Regions from separate parts of the Mus musculus genome. Here region 2 is linked to region 1. A link is a contact called in public HiChIP or PLAC-seq data. All regions are on one chromosome and are shown on one strand. The core of a region is the stretch at or near the end of the contact, and the rest is flanking DNA. Distances in the headings are between cores, read along the strand shown. Region 1 has its middle 120 kb from the start of Gm41928. Region 2 holds the start of Bcl2 (B cell leukemia/lymphoma 2).

Region 1 (3,500 bases), core at 738-3,237:
ATAGTTTTTCTCTGCTGGTGCCAGCCTGTCCCCCTTCCCTCTAACATCCCCTGGAGAATTGAGCTGGTTGAGAAAACAGTTGATCAGCAGTGCCAGAGGTACGACCTTGAGAGCAGTTCTCCCGAAGCCATGGTTGCAGACATGCCCGGCACCACCCATCATCCCCTGCACTGGGACGCTATTCCCACAGTACACACTGTTTAATATGGCTTGCATCTCAAATGCCCCCTACAGGCTCCTGCAGTACCCAGCTGGTTGCCCTGTTTCAGAAGGTTCTAGAACCTGCCTATTTGTGAGTGCTAAGCCTTTGAGAGTTAGAGCTGTTTGATTTTCAGGTCACCAGGACATGGGAAGCTGTCACTTAACACCTGTTGCAACAGTTAGTTCTGACCAGCTGCCATGACTTTGCTGCTATGACGGCCCAGACTCTCTGTAATCATAAGCTGAATAAACCTCTCTCTTAACTGCTTCTGCCAAATATTTTGTCCCAGGAACAGGAAAAGCAACTGATGAGTGAACCCAGAAGATGGCCCGACCCATAGAAGCTGAGATAGGCAAGTAAGTTATGCCAGAGCCTCAGAGGAGTGGGGATGCTGACATTGCTTTGGGCTTCTAGACTCCAGGACTGTGTCAGAAACCACACACTTGTATTTCTTTGTTTCAGTACCTCTTGGAGACCAAGAAGAGATCTGCCCACAGTCCTTCTATAGCTCTTACCTCAGAGAGTCTGCTGGAAATAAGCCCCACATACTGCCAAACCTGTTGATGGGCTGTCTCAAAATGGAATGCATCATATACTTCAGGTTGCTTGATAAAAATAGATACATGCTTGCATATAATAATGCTGGATAGGTTCATGAGCATCAGTATACATGTGAGTTTGCTCTCAGCATTTTCAGGAAGGGGGATCATCGTATGACCAGACAGAAGCCACTGTCTTCCACCTACGTGTATGCATCCAGCTTAAGATAGGGTTTCCTTTAGCAGCTTAACTCTGTTCTCATGTTGGAAGTGGATTTTGTGCTGGAATCAATTGTTAAAAGGACAGGTAAGGTTTCACCTTTTAGAACCAATGGCTTCCCAGAAGCTGTGTGCTTGGCCTTTTTACCGAGGTTCTGGTGATCACCGTCAGCTTCTTGTGTGTGGAAGGCAAGGAGAGGCTGGCGGAGTCATTGCTGTTCCATCAGAGTTTAGGATCTTGTGTCTGTCACTGAGCTTTAAGGCAGGACAGAAGGAGGGAGAGAAGGAGGGAGGGAGGGAGGGAGAGATGGCAGAGGGAGGGAGGGGGAGGGAGGAAGAAGAAAATTAATTTTCTAAGCCCGTGGTAAAATATCTGGAATCTTGACTTCAGGTAATAATTTTCCAATGACTTTCCCAATTTATTTCCTCAGCACTGCCTTGAAGATGTATCCAGGCAGAAGAGTTGGTGACTCAACGTTAGCTCACCACAGTCATAAAAATGACTGATTCTCATGAGCACAGACACTGGATAGCCCTCCTATCCGTGCACAGAAGATGTTGCGATGAGGACCATAGCCTCCTGCCTGACTCCCCTCCAAACCCCTGGGGATAAAAGCCATGAGTATCCTGGAAGCTTAGCTCAAGTCCGCAGACATGCTGCTCTGTGAAAGGACAGGTACTTTTGCAAGCCTATTGTGTGAGCAGCTGCATGTCTATAGAAACTAATACGGTGATTCATTGTTCTGCTGTAAGCTTCAATATTTGACATAAATTTTGTCAAGGCAACCTTTCCCCCTCTGCTTCCGCTTCTAATATTTAATTGTAACACATTGTGGTTGCAACAAGCTGAAACCATTGAGATTAAAAAATGAGTTGTAAAAAAAAAATGGAGAAACACATTCTTTGTGGTGAATACTAATCTTGCAAAGCATTTTATTTCCGGGGAGGCTGCCAAGAGCAAGTGTGGAAGAGTCGGTATTGAAATGACTCATGGCATCTGCAGCCTCGGGAGGTCAGAGGAGCAGACAAGGAGAATAGTCAAGGGCTTGCCTTGGAGGTGGAAGAACACTCCATCGAGCAGACAGAGCAAAGCTATGTCTGGAAGGGAGGATTCCCAACCTCCACACACTGGGTCAGGGCACCTTCCCTTTTCTGGATTAGCTTCCGGCCCCGTGGAACATTCTCCTCTCTTAAGTCAATCAACTCTGCAAGACTGGATTGCTTACTCTTGGTTCACTGAATTCTGGTGGGCTGTCTTAGAAATGACCCCTCTGCCGAGCCTGTGGGATCTTCTCAACCAGGCCTGTGTGGTCACTCACCTTCTGAGGGTACTGGGGACTGTAGGATGGAGCCTGCCTGGAGGAGCAGGAGGTGGATGGACTACAGCAAGCCCAGCTCAAATGGAGCAGAACAGAGCACAAGGCCCCAAGATGCTGAGGAGCTGCAGGGATGCTGAAGAACTTGGTTCTCCAAGCAAACAGCAGCTCAGCCATCCTGTGCCCACCAGCCGGTCTGTGGACTGAGCACATTCCCTAAGAGTACAGAATAGGGAGAGTCATTGAACCCTTACCTGGGATTCCAGCCATCTGTCCTAGCCATTTGTTTGCAATTCTTCCCTAATTTTATGTGGCTTGGAGTACATAGACTGGGGACAGTTGACTAAAGGAAGCTGTATCTGTGTGACTATTGGGGACACCACCATCCATGCTGGGTGAAGACTGCAGTGTAGCTGTTTTGGGTCACCCAAGCTCCTATATACAATCCCTCACCCATGTTCTGTAGGTAAGGCCAATAAACTCCCTAGTTGAACTTTGGTAGAATTACATATATCTTTGTCATTAGAACTTTATGGGGATGTAGATGTTCGTTATGTCTCCATTGAGCAAGAATTCACACAGCTGAGGCAGGGGGTGGGGGGCGCAAGGTAGGTCCAGGAAAAAAGAGAAAGGAGGGAAGTCAACTTAGGTGTCTCCTTTCAGCTTCCTTAGAGAAGCCCAGACCATGTCTGAGCAAGGGCTGGAGGCCCAGAGAGGTTTAGAACTTGTGCAGAATGGGAAAAGACATCTAGGTCAGGTTTAAAAGTGGCCAAGCAGCCCTCAGACACACCGAGGACCTGCTCCAAGCACCTCAAGTGGAGGTACAGATGCTGGGGAACACACATATCTGCAGGATGAGCCTCTGGAGCCCTTGGGGTGCATAGGACCATGGGTAAAGCAACAAGGAGCCCCTGTCAGTGGGGCCAAGGAGGTTGCAGGGGTGCAGTGTTACTGTCACCGTAGGGATTTCCCCAGTAACACAAACTTTCACTCTGGCCAAGGAAGAACATGGCCTACCTTAGTGGACAGCTTGAGGGACATTGAGGCTGAGGACATTTTGGGGTAAATGGAGAGTATCGAGGTCACGCAAATAGAAGGGCAGGGTGCGAGGCATGCTAGAGAGTAGCAGTGGGAACTGCTGTATCCACTTTCTTCAAGGGCCTGACACGGAAAGGTAAGCAGAATCAGAACCCACCTATTTGGGAACAGCTGTGAAATGGCTCA
Region 2 (3,500 bases), core at 264-2,763, 310 kb before region 1:
TGTTTCTGTCTGGGTTCATACAAGTGACAGTGGCACTGTGTGTCTGTGGGTACATAGACACATTATCTGTATGGCTGCATCTTCTGAAGCCGTCTCAGGTTGCATGCTGGTCAGAGCTGAGGATATCCAAAACCGTACCTATGCCGTGTTAGGGTCATGGCCTTGAAAGGTGGCAGGTATCACTCCCTGAGGTCCAGCCCCAGCCCAGTGCTGGGAGCGTTAGGAGCAGAGGAAAAACTGTCCCTGAAACTCAAACTTCTGCTGTTCTCTTCTCCTCTCTTCACTGGCCCACTGCGAGTTAGGTCTGGCCTTGGTCACCAAGTTGGGTATGCCTGGATAGAGGCTAAAAGCGCCTGGGTGCTCATGTGGTATCTGCTTGGACACCTCCAAAGTAACTCCGCATACCACTTTGACTATTCTTTAACAAGCCAAGAGCATCAGCGACTGCCATCAGTCTGCCACTGTCTGACTAAGAAGAGATGAGGAAAGACCAGCCTCTGAGGCACATCCCTTGCTGGTTGTGGACATCACATCATGCTCTTCAGAGCAGAGGAGTACTCAGACCTGTTCTAAGTTACACAGCTTGTGGTGTCTGGACAAAAGGGCCTAGAAACAAGCATGCTAACGTTGTTATTCTAAGTATTTTCATTTGTAATTAATATCCTGGAGACTGTGTTGGGAGTTGCCTCTCTTCACCCAAGGGTAGCATATTGGTACTACTCACTACTTAGGAGTCAATATATGTCTCGGTAATCTCTCTGGCTGCTGAGAGCTGATAACATAGTGTTTGGGGGTTCACATGGTTAGCTGAGGGTCTGTTTGATTTTATACACTATATGTGGTTGTATACACTACACTGTTTAAAGGGTCCACATGATTGTAGATACACTGCACTACACACACACACACACACAGAGCGACTGTGTACACACTTTATGTGTGGTTAGAAAGGGTCCATTGGATTGTGCACATTCCATGCACGCGGTTAGAAAGGGTCCATGTGACCTGCACATGCTACATAGAAAAAGTCCATGCGGTCGTGCACACTGTACACGTTGAAAAAGATCCATGCAATTGTGCCCATCCTGTTAGAAAAGATCCAGGTGCCTCGCCACAGCCTGGCCCTGGCTATAGGCACGTCCAGCCAGCAGCCAGCCCCGCAGGCCCGAGGAGGCCCCTCACACGCCCACTGAGCCACTGCCGCCCGGGAGGCCCGCGCCACCCACGGTCCGGGGCCCAGCGTAGCCCGCGGGTGGCCGCCACCCAGGCCAGCGGCCGCGGCCGGGCGCGCGCTCCCCGGGGCGGCCGCGGCGCCTTTAACCCGGGCGGCTGGCGGGCGGCGGGAGGAGGCGGCGGGCGGGCGCTCAGAGGAGGGCTTTCTTTCTTCTTTTTTTTGAATGAACGGTGACGTACGTACAGGAAACCAGGCGCTCCGGCGGAGAATGAAGTAAGAGGCCGGGCCCCCCGCCCCGCGCCCGCCCCCTTCCTCCCCGGCCCGTCCTCCCGCCCCGCGTCCGGGTCCCCGCCGAGCCGCCGCCGCCAACACCGAGGTGCCCAGGCCCTCCCCAGCCGCAGCCGTCACCGTGGAACGGGCTGCGCGGCGCAAGCACGAGGAGGCGGCCGCCAGCGCCGCCCGCAGCGGAGGAGGAGAAAGGGTGCGCAGCCCGGAGGCGGGGTGCGCCGGTGGGGTGCAGCGGAAGAGGGGACCAGGGGGGGACTTCGTAGCAGTCATCCTTTTTAGGAAAAAGAGGGGGGGCAAACCCTCCCCCACCACCTCCTTCTCCCGCAGCGCACCACACACAGTGCGCGGGCTGCTCCTTGGGCACCCGCGGCCCCAGCGCGTCCGTGCCTGCATTTAGCAAGCTGCTTTTTTTCCCGTTTCGGAAAGCGCGTTGGCCCTTCGGAGTTTAATCAGAAGAGGATTCCGGTCCCGGTCCCCCAGCTCCTCCATCGTCCCCTTGGCGTGTCTCTCTGCCCTGGAGGTCTGAAGCGGTCCGGTGGATACGGATCCATGCCTGCGCTCCAGCGTGTGTGTGCAAGTGTAAATTGCCGAGAAGAAGGGAGAATCACAGGACTTCTGCAAATGCTGGACTGAAAAATTGTAATTCATCTGCCGCCGCCGCCGCTGCCTTTTTGCCCCGCTGCGGTGCTCTTGAGATCTCTGGTTGGGATTCCTACGGATTGACATTCTCAGTGAAGCCGGAGTGTGAGGACCCAATCTGGAAACCCTCCTGATTTTTCCTCCACCTAGCCCCCAGACCCCAACTCCCGATTCATTGCAAGTTGTAAAGAAGCTTATACAAGGAGACTTCTGAAGATCGATGGTGTGGTTGCCTTATGTATTTGTTTGGGTTTTACCAAAAAAGGGTAAACTTGACAGAAGATCATGCCGTCCTTAGAAAATACAGTAAGTTCTTTGCACAGGAATTTTGTTTAATATAACTTTCCATGGACGCGTTTGAAATATTTTTTTACTTCAAGTGCATTCAAGCAAATTTCATTTCCAGACAGTTTAATGCATTTTTAAACGTGTAACTTGTAGCGGATATACCTTTCTTACCCTAAATATATAAAGGAAAACACACCTGATTTTAACTTCCTAGGTCGTCCCGCCTCTTCACCTTTCAGCATTGCGGAGGAAGTAGACTGATATTAACAAAGCTTAATAAATAATGTACCTCATGAAATAAAAAGCAGAAAGGAATTTGAATAAAAATTTCCTGCATCTCATGCCAACGGGGAAACACCAGAATCAAGTGTTCGGTGTAACTAAAGACACCCCTTCATCCAAGAATGCAAAGCACATCCAATAAAAGAGCTGGATTATAACTATTCTTTTTTTTTTTTTTTTCTTTCGGGGCCGTGGGGCGGGAGTCGGGACTTGAAGTGCCATTGGTACCTGCAGCTTCTTTTCGGGGAAGGATGGCGCAAGCCGGGAGAACAGGGTATGATAACCGGGAGATCGTGATGAAGTACATACATTATAAGCTGTCACAGAGGGGCTACGAGTGGGATGCTGGAGATGCGGACGCGGCGCCCCTGGGGGCTGCCCCCACCCCTGGCATCTTCTCCTTCCAGCCTGAGAGCAACCCAATGCCCGCTGTGCACCGGGACATGGCTGCCAGGACGTCTCCTCTCAGGCCCCTCGTTGCCACCGCTGGGCCTGCGCTCAGCCCTGTGCCACCTGTGGTCCATCTGACCCTCCGCCGGGCTGGGGATGACTTCTCTCGTCGCTACCGTCGTGACTTCGCAGAGATGTCCAGTCAGCTGCACCTGACGCCCTTCACCGCGAGGGGACGCTTTGCCACGGTGGTGGAGGAACTCTTCAGGGATGGGGTGAACTGGGGGAGGATTGTGGCCTTCTTTGAGTTCGGTGGGGTCATGTGTGTGGAGAGCGTCAACAGGGAGATGTCACCCCTGGTGGACAACATCGCCCTGTGGATGACTGAGTACCTGAACCGGCATCTGCACACCTGGATCCAGGATAACGGAGGCTGGGT

What was found. HiChIP or PLAC-seq counts read pairs in DNA pulled down with a chosen protein or histone mark.
Region 2: a contact with region 1 is called in a FOXA1 HiChIP or PLAC-seq map of pancreatic cancer cells. The contact joins the promoter of Bcl2 here to the enhancer-like site in region 1. A contact is called at or near these places in 18 of 39 promoter capture datasets (the 3T3-L1 cell line, 3T3-L1-derived adipocytes, the C10 cell line and 11 more), 13 of 484 Hi-C or Micro-C datasets (the AML12 cell line, the MNK3 cell line, Sertoli cells and 8 more), 25 of 115 datasets of contacts at active chromatin or transcription factors (the 230-238 cell line, DN3 thymocytes, T-cell acute lymphoblastic leukemia and 17 more) and 4 of 9 other capture datasets (adipose tissue, embryonic stem cells, liver and 1 more).

Annotation. Positions count from the first base shown.
Region 1 is chr1:106,399,453-106,402,952 of GRCm38.p6, reverse strand. No RefSeq gene overlaps it. Among named protein-coding and RNA genes, the nearest start is that of Gm41928, 120 kb to the left of the region's middle. Within about 2 kb of position 1,987, at least 103 of the 459 cell types and tissues checked have an H3K27ac peak or open chromatin away from gene starts, as enhancers often do. A contact at or near this core is called in the AML12 cell line, the SN4741 cell line, Sertoli cells and 5 more, where this site is marked.
Region 2 is chr1:106,712,303-106,715,802 of GRCm38.p6, reverse strand. Bcl2 (B cell leukemia/lymphoma 2) reads left to right here and starts at 1,513. Exons shown (of 2, transcript NM_009741.5): 1 at 1,513-3,498. The coding sequence starts at 2,923.